4 separate regions of the Mus musculus genome follow, and all the other regions are linked to region 1. Evidence: chromatin contacts called from public Micro-C and promoter capture Hi-C data. All regions are on one chromosome and are shown on one strand. The core of a region is the stretch at or near the end of the contact, and the rest is flanking DNA. Distances in the headings are between cores, read along the strand shown.

Region 1 (2,700 bases), core at 140-2,639:
CCCAGCAGAGCCAACAGGATCCCTGCAGCCAGTCTCAAGCAAACTAAACAAACCAGGCTGGAGAGATGGCCCAGTGGTTATCAAAGGGCCAGAGTTCAGTTCTTAGGGCCCACATCAGGTGACTCACAATGGCTTGTAAGGGGATCTGACACTCTTCTTAAACAAACAAAAAAATCCACAGAGCAAATCAAGCGACCTGCTGAGCAGTACAAATTAGTCTCCTGTTTGTCACACAGGATGAAATTCTTTCCAATGTTCTAATGTACTTTAAAAGTTCAGAAACATCACAGTGGGATGCTAACGGAGAACCAACAGCCTTACCTGTCCCATACACACCCAGGGAAGTAACTCAAAAGGTCTATGACCATACTCCAAATTACCAAGTGGGTGGAAAGTCAAGTCCTTCCAAAAGGACGCCAGGGTGGCAGGCCCTTACCTACTAAACAACACTAGCAGGAGAGCTGTGTGCAGGAGGGTCAGATAACTCCAGCCCCTCTGACTTGTCATTCTTGAGCCATCCTCCCAAGTTCCAGCCTGTAGCACTTAAACCCATACTGTTCCCACCGCAAGGGCTAAGTCACATCAGGGCCGGGAGCACGTCCACTTCTTTACATTACTATATCCTCAGTACCCTAAGCATATAGCAAATGAACGCCCGAGCTATGAATTAATGATTCTGCAAGCTCTCTCTTCTCATCAGCTGAAGGGACGAATCAAACGATTTAAAGGGACTGCTGGGAGAAGGAAACGGATAGTGGGCCTCCAGAAGTCATTCCACCTTGCCAAACCACTAGGAATAGGGGCAAATGTGCACTGGGTCAGTAATGGAAACCAGGCCCGCCTGGGACCAGAGAAACAGGGCTGTCACCGCTATAAACCCAGAGGACAGTCAGGGCAATGTAGGGAAAGGGATGGAAGAGAAGCATTCAGGCTGCAATCGTGGCCCAGGAACGAAACATGTCGACAGGACAGAGGAGAGAAGACAGATCCAGCGCTTGGGCATGAAGGAAAAGTGGTAGCGTCGGGACGAGGGGAGGGAGAGGAGCTCTGGCCTGGCGCGACGCGGGGACTGGAGAGGCGATCACAGCAGACGTGACCTGGGGAAGGGAAGGGCCATTGGGCCCCGCGTGCAGGCAGGTGGGATGGTGGTCCCGGACCCGAGGGTCGGGAAGAATGGAGGGGAGGGCAGGACAGGCCACAGGCCGGAGCGAAGAAGGGCACAGGGCAGAAGAGGAAGCGCGCCCGCCGGCCACTCTCGTCCTTACCGGCTGGCAGCGCTCCTTCCGGTGATCCGAGCGGACCTTAGACCGACCCAGACACTTAGCCGTGGAAGGATCCGGACCCTGAAGACAGAGTTCTCGCGATAGGATGGCCTCCCTACCACGCTTCTCGGTAGTGTTCTGACAGTCTCGCGAGATTTCCTTCCGCGCCTGCGCAAAGTCTTCTTAGAGCTCAACGTGGAGGCATGCAGTAACACTCCCTGCCCTTAGTCTGGATCATTTTCGTGCCTATCAGTAAGTCTCTAATCCCAGCACTCCGGAGGCAGAGGCAGAGGCAGGCGGATTTCTGAGTTCGAGGACAGCCTGGTCTACAGAGTGAGTTCCAGGACAGCCAGGGCTACACAGAGAAACCCTGTCTTGAAAAAAAAAAAAAAAAGCACTTCCTGTTCTTGCAGAGGACCCAGTTTTGGTTCCCAGCCACCTACAGGATGGCTCACAACCACCCATACCTCCTGGTTCCAGTGCCTTCTGACCTCCAAGGGCACCAGGCGTGCACACGGTACAGATGTATATATGCAGGCAAAAAAGAGTCATGCAAATAAAGAAAATAAACTCTTTTTTTCCTCTGGGGTTTGTGGTGGTTTGAGTAAGAATGGCCCTCTCGGGCTCACGTGTTTGAATGCTTACTGATGAGAAGATGGCTCTACTTAGAGTGAGTGTCCTTGTTGGGGTGGGTGTGGCTTTGGGGGAGGAAGTATGTCACTGGGGGTTGGCTTTGAGGCTTCAGAAGTCCAAGCCAGGCTTAGTGGCTCACTCTTTCTTTCTGCTGCATGTGGATCTGGATGTAGTACTCTGAGCTACTTCTGCCTGCAGGCCACCCTGCTTTATGCCATGCTGATAATGGACAAAGCCTCTGAAATGGTAAAGATGGCCCAGGCAAATGCTTCCTTTTGTAAGAGTTGCCATGGTCATGGTGTCTCTTCACAGCAATAAAACAGTGACTAAGACAAGGCTGATGGGCTTTATAACTTAGGAAAAACATGCTACATTTTTTTTTAAATATTGAGTAAATAAATGTCAGAATTAATGTTACAGTTTCAAGTCAGTGTATTTTAGCTGGTCTGTATGCCACACCTAACTGACCCTAGAGCTAGGCCCCACCACCCACAGAAGTCCGGCTTCTGAGTTTCCTGTCAGACTGCGTGAGGTCTAGAGAGCCCCTTCTCCAGTATCTCTAACCTGTTCTAACCTTATGCAAACACAGTGTGATGTGGGGACTCGATAAAGAGGGGGTACCTAAGTAACTGGAAGGAAGGATAAATGAGAGTACCAGGGACAAAGAAGAAGTCTGGTTTCATCATGAACACACATGCTTTTTTCCATTGTAAAGCAGAAACAGATGGTTCTGAGCCACCATGTGGTTGCTGGGAACTCAGAACCTCTGGAAGAGCTTCGGGGCTCTTAACCACTGAACCACTTC
Region 2 (2,700 bases), core at 168-2,667, 1.6 Mb after region 1:
GGATGTGAAGACCTACTCTGTGCTAGGTAGAGAGGACAGTGTCTCTGCCAGACACTGAGGAAATCCAGAGAAAAGGAAGTCAGGTCTCTTAATTGGGCAGGGAGCACCCTCTATCATAGGCAGCAATCTAAAGCCAAGACAGATAACAGGTCCAAAGTATGCATGGGAAGTTGGGTGGCAAAGGGTTCCCAGTTCAAACCTTCTGAGGACATCCCGTCTTAAAAGCACAAGGGCTAAGTAAGGAGGAACCCACGGTAAAAGGCAAGAGAAATGCACTCCTTTAATAATATGTTCTGTATGGAACTGGCCAAAATCCAGAATCCTGGTCTTTGTTCTAAGCTCACAGTTTGTCTGGGTTCCTAAAATCTCCCTCCCCAGAACCCCAAACCATTCCAAGAAGCCCAGATCTCTCTGTCTCAAGGTCTCATACCAGGCCCAATGGAGACCTTAGAATTTCTTGAAACCACCCAGTGTGCAAACACCGTTAGCCCAGAACTTCCTATTTCGCGTGGGCCTCGCCCCTTCTTTCTACAAGCTCCCTTCTCCCCAGACTCGCACTCCAACCTCCTTGCTCGGGTCTAAGCCTCTCTTGGTGTTGCATCGTCACCTCCCTGCCCCCACCCTGGAGTCTTCAGCAGCACCGGGACCCCAGCCCACACATAGCAGGAGAGGCAAGAAGTGTCGAGGAGGGGAGCGTGGTTAGAGATGCAGAGAAGGGTGGGCCCCCAGTCTACTGCAAAATGGTGGGCTCTACACACATTCTCTGCCTACATTGCAAGGGCTGAAATTCCAGCTCTCACTGTGACTTTGGACAACTGATATAAAGCCGGAATCTCAGTTTCCCCATCTGCAAACCAGTGGAACCAACATGCTGGTGGAGAGCTGGAGCCCACACGTGCTCAGGTTTCTCCCGCCAGCAGTCATGGTGGCCTCCGGGTTGCAGCCGCAGAGCGAGGAGGCGCGCCCGGGCGCAGCGAGAACCGGGAAGCCCGGGCCGGCTGGAGGTGCTCGCGAGACCTGAGGCCCACGCGGTCGAACCCGGCCGCTCCGGAGCAGCGGAAGGCTCCGCCATCTGACCGCGCCCTCGTGGCGACATCGTGCTACGCGACACGGAGCCAGGGAGGCCGCGGGACCCGGCTCCCAGCCCCGCCAGAAGCGCGCGCTCACCCTGAGCCTGCCGCGGTGGTGGCCTGGATGGAGCTGATGCGCAGGCGATTGGCTGTGTCCTTCAGGGCCTGGAGCTTCTGCTGATCTGGCTTATGGTAACCTTCCATGGCGTGGTAGGACGAGGACGAGGACGAGGACGAGAACGCTGAGGACAGAGACACAGAGCCAGCAGCGGCTCAGGAAGCGACCAGCAGTGACCGAGGACGGGTGCTGCGGGCGGGCGCGTTAAGACTCCTTAGGACCCGCCCATGGGGGGCGGGGCGGAGGTGGGGCGGGGCGCCGAATCACCCCAGGCCGACGAGTGGCCTCTGGCCACGCCCCGCATTTAGTGGACTCTCGGAAGTCGCCAGGCCTGGGGGCTCTCTCCCAGCACAGTGCCCTGTTGGAATTAATCACACACAAACAGTAGCAACAAAGTAACTTCGCCACTATTCCTGGTTCTAAGCATGGCTCAGAGTTCCGCGGCTGACTTGGGTAGGACTGAGAAGAGAGATACTAATCAGTAATTGCACTTTTCTAAGGAAAAGGTTGAGGCTTGGCAAGGTTAGATTGAGATTACAGGGTTGGTGGGTAGCGCTGCAGCAGATTATCCTCAGTCCAAAAAGATCCCAGACATGAGAATAAATATACACTGCCAGAAACGGTAATACTGAGAAGTTACTAGGAGTATGCTGGTCTCAGACTACTAGAGCCAACGGACAAGAGTGGATTCAGAGAGATTACTGGGTTTGCCTCTGTAGAGACAGTTAGCACCTACTGCTCTTACCAGATCTGGTGGAGCTGAGAGGACTGAGCAGCTGTAACAGAAAGCGTTGCCTTCACAGTCTCGTTGGATCTGTCTCATTGGATCCATGACACACACTCGGGTCAATACCGTTTCCAGAGGCGGAGGTTGTTGCAATTTACAGAGAGGATATAAAGGCAAGCCTGTGAGTGGGTGCTGGGCAGAGGCAGAGGAAGGCACCAGTACAGCTTTGGTCCAGGTCCTCTCTGTGTCCTCCACAGAGCTCAAACTCAGAGTCATGAGACAATGGGCCCTGTGCAAGTGAGCACCCCTCCCCCAAGCGCTCCCTGCCTGGCCTGTTTCCCAGGTGTCCCAGTGAGACTGCCAGTGTGGTTTGTTACAGCCCCTGGCTTCTGCTGGCTCTGCCCAAAGAGGCTGGCCCTCCTAGTGCCTGACTGCCAAGGGCTGGACCTGGGACTGGAGTGTTGTGGTCTCGGAGTGTTCCACTATCAGATCCTTGGCAAGGCAAGTGCCACCTCTGTCCTCTGCTCACCAACAGGTCAAGGAGGCAAACAAACCTCAGAAGCCTTTGGGCCTTCCAACCCCATGGACCTGAGGGCAGTGATTATTAGTCCAGTTCTTCATTTCTCCACCTGTCCAATGACACTGATGTTAACTTCCTCTTCCTCCTCCTCCTCCTCCCCCTCCTTCCCTTCTTCTTCTTCTCCTCCTCCTCCTCCTTCCTCTTCCTTGTTCTCTTCTTCTCCCTCCTCCTCCCCCCTCCTCCTCCCCTTCTTCTTCTTCTCCTC
Region 3 (2,700 bases), core at 104-2,603, 1.1 Mb after region 1:
TACTATCCTCACTTCCCCCACCCTCCAGCAGTGGCACACGCCTGTAAACCCAGCATTCAGGAGACTGAGGCGGGTGATCCAGAAGTCTGAGGTAAATCTAGCAGCAAAGTAAGGCCACTTCAAAGATAAACGAGGATACTTTCCAATCTTTCATTTTGGATCTTAAAAACTACTAAAGCAAAAGCTATGTTCCTCAACATCTGGAATCCAATATGCTTCTGAATTACTTTGGGGGGAAAAGCCTACTACCAAATGGGTTAAGAAAGAAACGTATAACCACTTTTTTGTTTTAATGGCAGGTCTCACTATGTAACCCAAGTACACTGGAACTTGCGATACTCCCAACTCAAGAGCTAGAACAGGTGTTTTCTACTGTGCCTGGCTCCTACAGTAAGTTTTGAAAAGTTTGGATTAAGATAGCATATTCCACCATACGCTTCTATAGTTAGTCCTCGAATTCCTACATCCGGTCTATTGTGTATTTGTCATTTGTTTTCCAGGAATTTTATATTTTTGTCCCCCCTTTGATATCAAATTTTCTTAAAATAAGACTCACTTCTTCAGAAAACAAAATTTTGAAACGGAAAATACTTTTAAAACCAGAAAATACAGTTTACAAAAACTCAACTCGTCGTGACGGTACAAATGAGAAGCTTAAGTACCTAGCCTGTAAATAAGTAAGTCTCTCTGACAAAAACAAAAAAATATTCCGTTTGGGCGATCATTGGGAAAGAAAAAAACAAAAACAAAAACTCAATAGGGAGTTTTTTGCCGAACGCACAAGAAACCAAAAAAAAAAAAAAAAAAAAAAAAAAAAAAAAAAAAAAAAAGAGGCCTTGAGAGGCGGAGGAAAAGAAGAGTTCGCCCGACCTGTCACTGGTTCTGGGGCTAAAGGAAACGTTGACAGCTTTGAAGGCGGCCCGCGACGGGCGGGAAAGAGCAGCGAAGGGAGTTTCCGGGCCCTGCTCTGCCTTTGTCCCGGCGGCAGGTGCGGCCGGGCTGCTGGGCCCTGTCCCGAGGCCCCGCCGCCGTGCCGTGCCGCGCCCCGCCCCGCGCCCTGCCCGACCAGCGCGTCCGCACCACGGGGCGGGGCCTCCGCCGCGACTCCCGCCCGCCCGCCCGCCCGCCCGGGCCGACACAAAGGCCCGGCAGCCGGCCGAGGAGGGGCGGCCCCGCCCGCCCCGGGCCCGGCCTTACCCCGCCGCTCCGCCGCCTGCAGCCCCGGCTGCGGTCCCCGACCGCCGAGCCCCGCCCCGTGGCCGCCACGGCTGCTAGCGCTCCTCTGGCCGCGGCCGTCTCTCCGGCACCCGCCGCCCTCACCGCCCTCACCCCTCCCAGTGCTGCCGTAAATCCAACCTGTGGCCGCCAGGCGAGCCCGGCTCGGCGCGACAGTGTATGTGTGTGCGCGCGCACTCGGCCCGGCCCCGACACACTTTCCGGCAGGTCCTGGAGCGCGTGACGTTGAACCGCAGTTCCAGTTCGCACGTGGCGCCCGAGAAGTCGTGGTGATCCCGAGACCTCCTCTGCTCCTGAAGCGTCCGCGGCCAGGATGAAGAGGCCTAGTGAGTGGGGTCGGGAGCGAAACGCGCGGGTGGTGCTTTGTGGCTGGAGGGAGAGGACTCTCCATAGGCCATTGATGAGTTCCGCGTAGATCTGATGCTTAGAAGGCCCAGACCCAAATTTGGCCTGTTGTATAGCAGGAGAGCTAAGCCCTTGAGAGGAAAACCGAGCCAGATTTCTGTGATTAACGTGTTTGAGCCTCTTTTCGAGCCTGCCGTTTTCCTAGAACTATTCAGAACCATGGTCTTTCGGCCTTGGTGGCACGCGCCCTAATCATGTACACGAAGGATGACGCAGTAAGATAGAAAGTTTGCAGCCAGCCTGGGCTGTATACTGAAACCATGGCTTAAAAATTAAAAAAAGAGCCTGGCCGTGTTGGCGCACGCCTTTAATCCCAGCACTTGGGAGGCAGAGGCAGGCGAATTTCTGAGATCGAGGCCAGCCTGGTCTACCAGGACAGCCAGGGCTACACAGAGAAACCCTGTCTCGAAAAAATAAAAATAAAGAAAGAAACCTTGATATTTGTAGTGCTTTCCTCTAGAAGCTGCTTCCATTGTGGGTCCACCGAGTCGAATTGACTGGCGTTGTGGTGTGATTTCCATTAAATACCCTGCATAACTTTGCAGGGACGGTTGAGGCAAGATCTATGTTGCCCGGGATAGCCTTATTGTTGTAGGCCCCCATGGCCTGATAAAACAATCTCTTGAGGGCCAGGAATATGGCTATAAACACTTGCCACTAAGCCTTACTGTCAAGAGTTCAAACTCATATGATAGGTAGAACTGACTCCTGGAAATTGCTTTCAGACCTACACACAAAATAAGTAAATGAAACATTTTGGGTATGGAGTGAAGACCCAGGGTTGTCCCAGCCCACGTGGCAGCTCCATGCTGTCTGTAGAAGGACAAGTGATGAAGCCCTCTTGTGGCTTCCTTTGCAAGAACACTACATGCACGTGGTTGGTCTGCTGACAAGAGAGGGCAAAACATCCATATAGGTGATGTGAGAAATTTAAAACACTCACTGCTCATGTGTGCAGTCTTTCTCTTTCTTTGTTTTGGCAGAGTTAAAGAAAGCGAGTAAACGTATGACCTGCCATAAGCGATATAAAATTCAAAAAAAGGTAAGTGTTCTGTGAGG
Region 4 (2,700 bases), core at 62-2,561, 1.2 Mb after region 1:
ATACTTGAGGGGTGGCGGCTCTCTCAGCTTGTTGCTGCCACTGGCTTGGTAGAACTAAGAACTATGAAACATCGCTCATCAGTTTCATAATTGTGCCTGTTTGTGCACAACATTCTATGGCCACCCTGATAGCAAAGAATACTGAAGAACTGGTTCATTAGACTCTGGGTGATGGCATAAAGTAATTTACATAAAGGAGTAACATCAGATTTGAGTTTAAGAAAGATGTCTGCAAACCGGGCGGTGGTGGCGCATGTCTTTAATCCCAGCACTTGGGAGGCAGAGGCAGGCAGATTTCTGAGTTCGAGGCCAGCCTGGTCTACAAAGTGAGTTCCAGGACAGCCAGAACTATACAGAGTAACCCTGTCTCCAAACAAACAAACAAAAAGAAAGAAAGAAAGAAAGAAAGAAAGAAAGATGACTGCAGTAGAAGAGACAGGTTAGAGGGGAAAAAAAAGCAGGCAGCAGGAACTAGTTGGGGAGTGGGCATTTAGCCAGAAAGACTGGTGGCCTGTACTAGGGTGGAGATGCCGGTTTGACCTAGTGACAGGAATAGAACCAGCGTTGGGGACATTAAAGGTAATTGTTACCAGCTTAGGAAACTGCATGGCTGGTCAAGCTACTCACTGAAATAGGGTCCATGAGAAAGTGCTGGCGAGAAGATGCTGAGATGAGTTTTTAAGGAGTACAAACTACACAAGAGACAGGGCTTGCACGGTGGCCCTGAACTAGGCTTTGGGAACACATGGCCCCTGTTCTCAAGAAAATTTCAGGTGACAGGAGGTTTGCAGATAAAGAAAACTAATACCGAAGAATAGACAAAATCCGGGGCTCCTATTATAGGGGAAGTTGAGAAGCTGACCTCTTATCTGAGAAGAGTCCCTGCCCATCACTCCGGGCCTGTACATTTGAGGATGCCCTAGACGTATCCCTTCCCTCATCGCCCCGGCCAGGTCCCAAGTCCCCGACCTGCTTGCCGTCTCGCCGATGCTTCACGAGCGTCACCTCCCCGTAACTACCCCTGCCCACGACCCGCATGTAGCAGTATGCGGCCTGGGGCATGTTCCCGAAGGAGGCCTACAGTCGGGAAGCTGTGGCAGCGGCGCGTAAGGCTGCGGGAGGCCCCGCTCATGCCAGACGGGAGGTGAAGTACTCCATAAACGCGGCCCACCGCGGGCAGGAGCTTCGAGGCCCGGCCCACCCGGACGCCGCTACCATAGCGATACTGGCGGGGTAGTCCTGCGCATGCTCAGAGTTGGAAGACGCGCCATAGAGTCGACCTAGCGGTGGCCAGAGCTGCTCCTCGTGCTTGGGGGAGGACCTACCATCGAGCCGTCGCGGAAGCGGCCAGAGCGGTTCGGCAGCCCCGGAGGACCTGCCATAGAGCTTCGCTCCTGGAAGGCCAGAGCGACTCCCGAGCCGCACTTCCTGCGTTTTGGTTCTACATTTGCTCATTGAATCCTTTCTGGTTCTAAGCGAGTTACGCGTATGGTTCATTCGTTCTACAAATATTAACCGGCTATGTGCTTGGCTCACATTCAGTTAAAAGAGTGGCCAACTCTAGGCTTCACCAATGATGTTTGCTCTATTTGTTTTGTAGCGTGTCAGTATTCGGCCTGCCGTTTTGGTGCATTTGGTGAAGACGTCAATACACTTCATCCCTCAAAGTTTCAGCCTGCTTTACTGAGACTGGCAAAGATCTCTCACAGAATGATTGCAAACCCACCATCCTGAAAGGCTTGCCAGAACTTCACATGCTGCTTCCACGGAGCACCAAGGCCCCCTTTTAACGCCTGTCTGTGAATGCACAAGGCTGCGAAAAGAGCTACCTGCCTTGCCTGAAGAATTTACTTTTAAACAGGCGCACAGTTACTCATTATCCCTCTGTCCCGTTGAGATATATATGCATATGTCTTCTACAAGCCAGAAATGTTTTCCTCCAGGACAGAAAGCCCTTCCTTTGAAATGTAAATCATCAAAAAATTTTGGCGTCTGTTTCCCATTTTGTGTGGGAAGATATAATCCCATCTTCTATAATTGCCAACTAGTAAATTGTAATTGCTTTTACAATGACCAACTGTTATTATTTATTATTATTATTATGTTACTGTTGTTGAGATAAGATCTTCCTCTACAGCTCATCTTGCAATCCTACTCTTGTGTGTTGAGTTTACAGCCATGTAATAGTAACATGCTCCCAAACCTTTGTAATTTTTTTCATTTTTCTAAGGAATTCCGTTTCTCATTTCTCTATTTTCCTATTTTCCCTTCATTGTTTGTTGGTGCGTGTGTGAGTGTGCGTGTGTGTGTGTGTGTGTGTGTGTGTTTGTGTGCACGCGTGCGAGCGCGTGTCTTAGAAGAGGTCTCATGTCACCATGTAATCCAGGGTTTTAGAGATCGGCCTGGCTCCGCCTTGAGTGTAGAATTATAGGTGTGTGCCCCCATGCCCAGCCCTCATTCTCGTCTTAAAAGGCCCAGTTACCTCTGCACAGTTGAATGAAGCGCAACTTTCCCTGCTACTGTCAATAGTTACTACACAGCAGTCTGCCCCCTCTGCTCTAGCAAATGTTTGCTTTTGTTTATCTTTAGCAATATCACTAACTAGAATTCAATATTTATTTAAGGTTCCACTTTGTTTGGTTTTCTTTCTTCCTTCCTTCCTTCCTTTCTTTTTTTTTTTTTTTAAAGATTTATTATACG

What was found. Promoter capture Hi-C pulls out the DNA fragments that hold promoters and counts their contacts. Hi-C and Micro-C count contacts between places; a contact is called where the count stands out from the background. Capture Hi-C pulls out chosen DNA fragments and counts their contacts.
Region 2: a contact with region 1 is called in a Micro-C map of embryonic stem cells, with 6 times the contacts expected there. The contact joins the promoter of Tkt here to the promoter of Ncoa4 in region 1.
Region 3: a contact with region 1 is called in a promoter capture Hi-C map of adipose tissue, with 3 times the contacts expected there. The contact joins the promoter of Pbrm1 here to the promoter of Ncoa4 in region 1. A contact is called at or near these places in 8 of 39 promoter capture datasets (the 3T3-L1 cell line, the C10 cell line, the HPC-7 cell line and 4 more), 2 of 484 Hi-C or Micro-C datasets (B cells and cortical neurons), 6 of 115 datasets of contacts at active chromatin or transcription factors (cardiomyocytes, embryonic stem cells, memory CD8 T cells and 2 more) and 2 of 9 other capture datasets (adipose tissue and liver).
Region 4: a promoter capture Hi-C map of pre-B cells shows a contact between it and region 1, with 2.7 times the contacts expected there. The contact joins the promoter of Nek4 here to the promoter of Ncoa4 in region 1. A contact is called at or near these places in 2 of 39 promoter capture datasets (liver and pre-B cells) and 1 of 484 Hi-C or Micro-C datasets (CD4 T cells).

The regions. Positions count from the first base shown.
Region 1 is chr14:32,158,576-32,161,275 of GRCm38.p6, reverse strand. Ncoa4 (nuclear receptor coactivator 4) reads right to left here and starts at 1,389. Exons shown (of 10, transcript NM_001033988.2): 1 at 1,266-1,389.
Region 2 is chr14:30,547,848-30,550,547 of GRCm38.p6, reverse strand. It overlaps Tkt (transketolase), which reads right to left and starts at 1,417. Exons shown (of 14, transcript NM_009388.6): 1 at 1,168-1,417. The coding sequence starts at 1,274.
Region 3 is chr14:31,017,791-31,020,490 of GRCm38.p6, reverse strand. It overlaps Pbrm1 (polybromo 1), which reads right to left and starts at 1,353. Exons shown (of 33, transcript NM_001081251.1): 1 at 1,198-1,353. It overlaps Gnl3 (guanine nucleotide binding protein-like 3 (nucleolar)), which reads left to right and starts at 1,360. Exons shown (of 15, transcript NM_153547.6): 1 at 1,360-1,562; 2 at 2,625-2,683. The coding sequence starts at 1,550. RefSeq lists an enhancer at 622-650.
Region 4 is chr14:30,949,988-30,952,687 of GRCm38.p6, reverse strand. It overlaps Nek4 (NIMA (never in mitosis gene a)-related expressed kinase 4), which reads right to left and starts at 1,311. Exons shown (of 15, transcript NM_011849.3): 1 at 970-1,311. The coding sequence starts at 1,062. Gm41121 (a long non-coding RNA gene) reads left to right here and starts at 1,254. Exons shown (of 2, transcript XR_874490.3): 1 at 1,254-1,486; 2 at 1,601-2,256.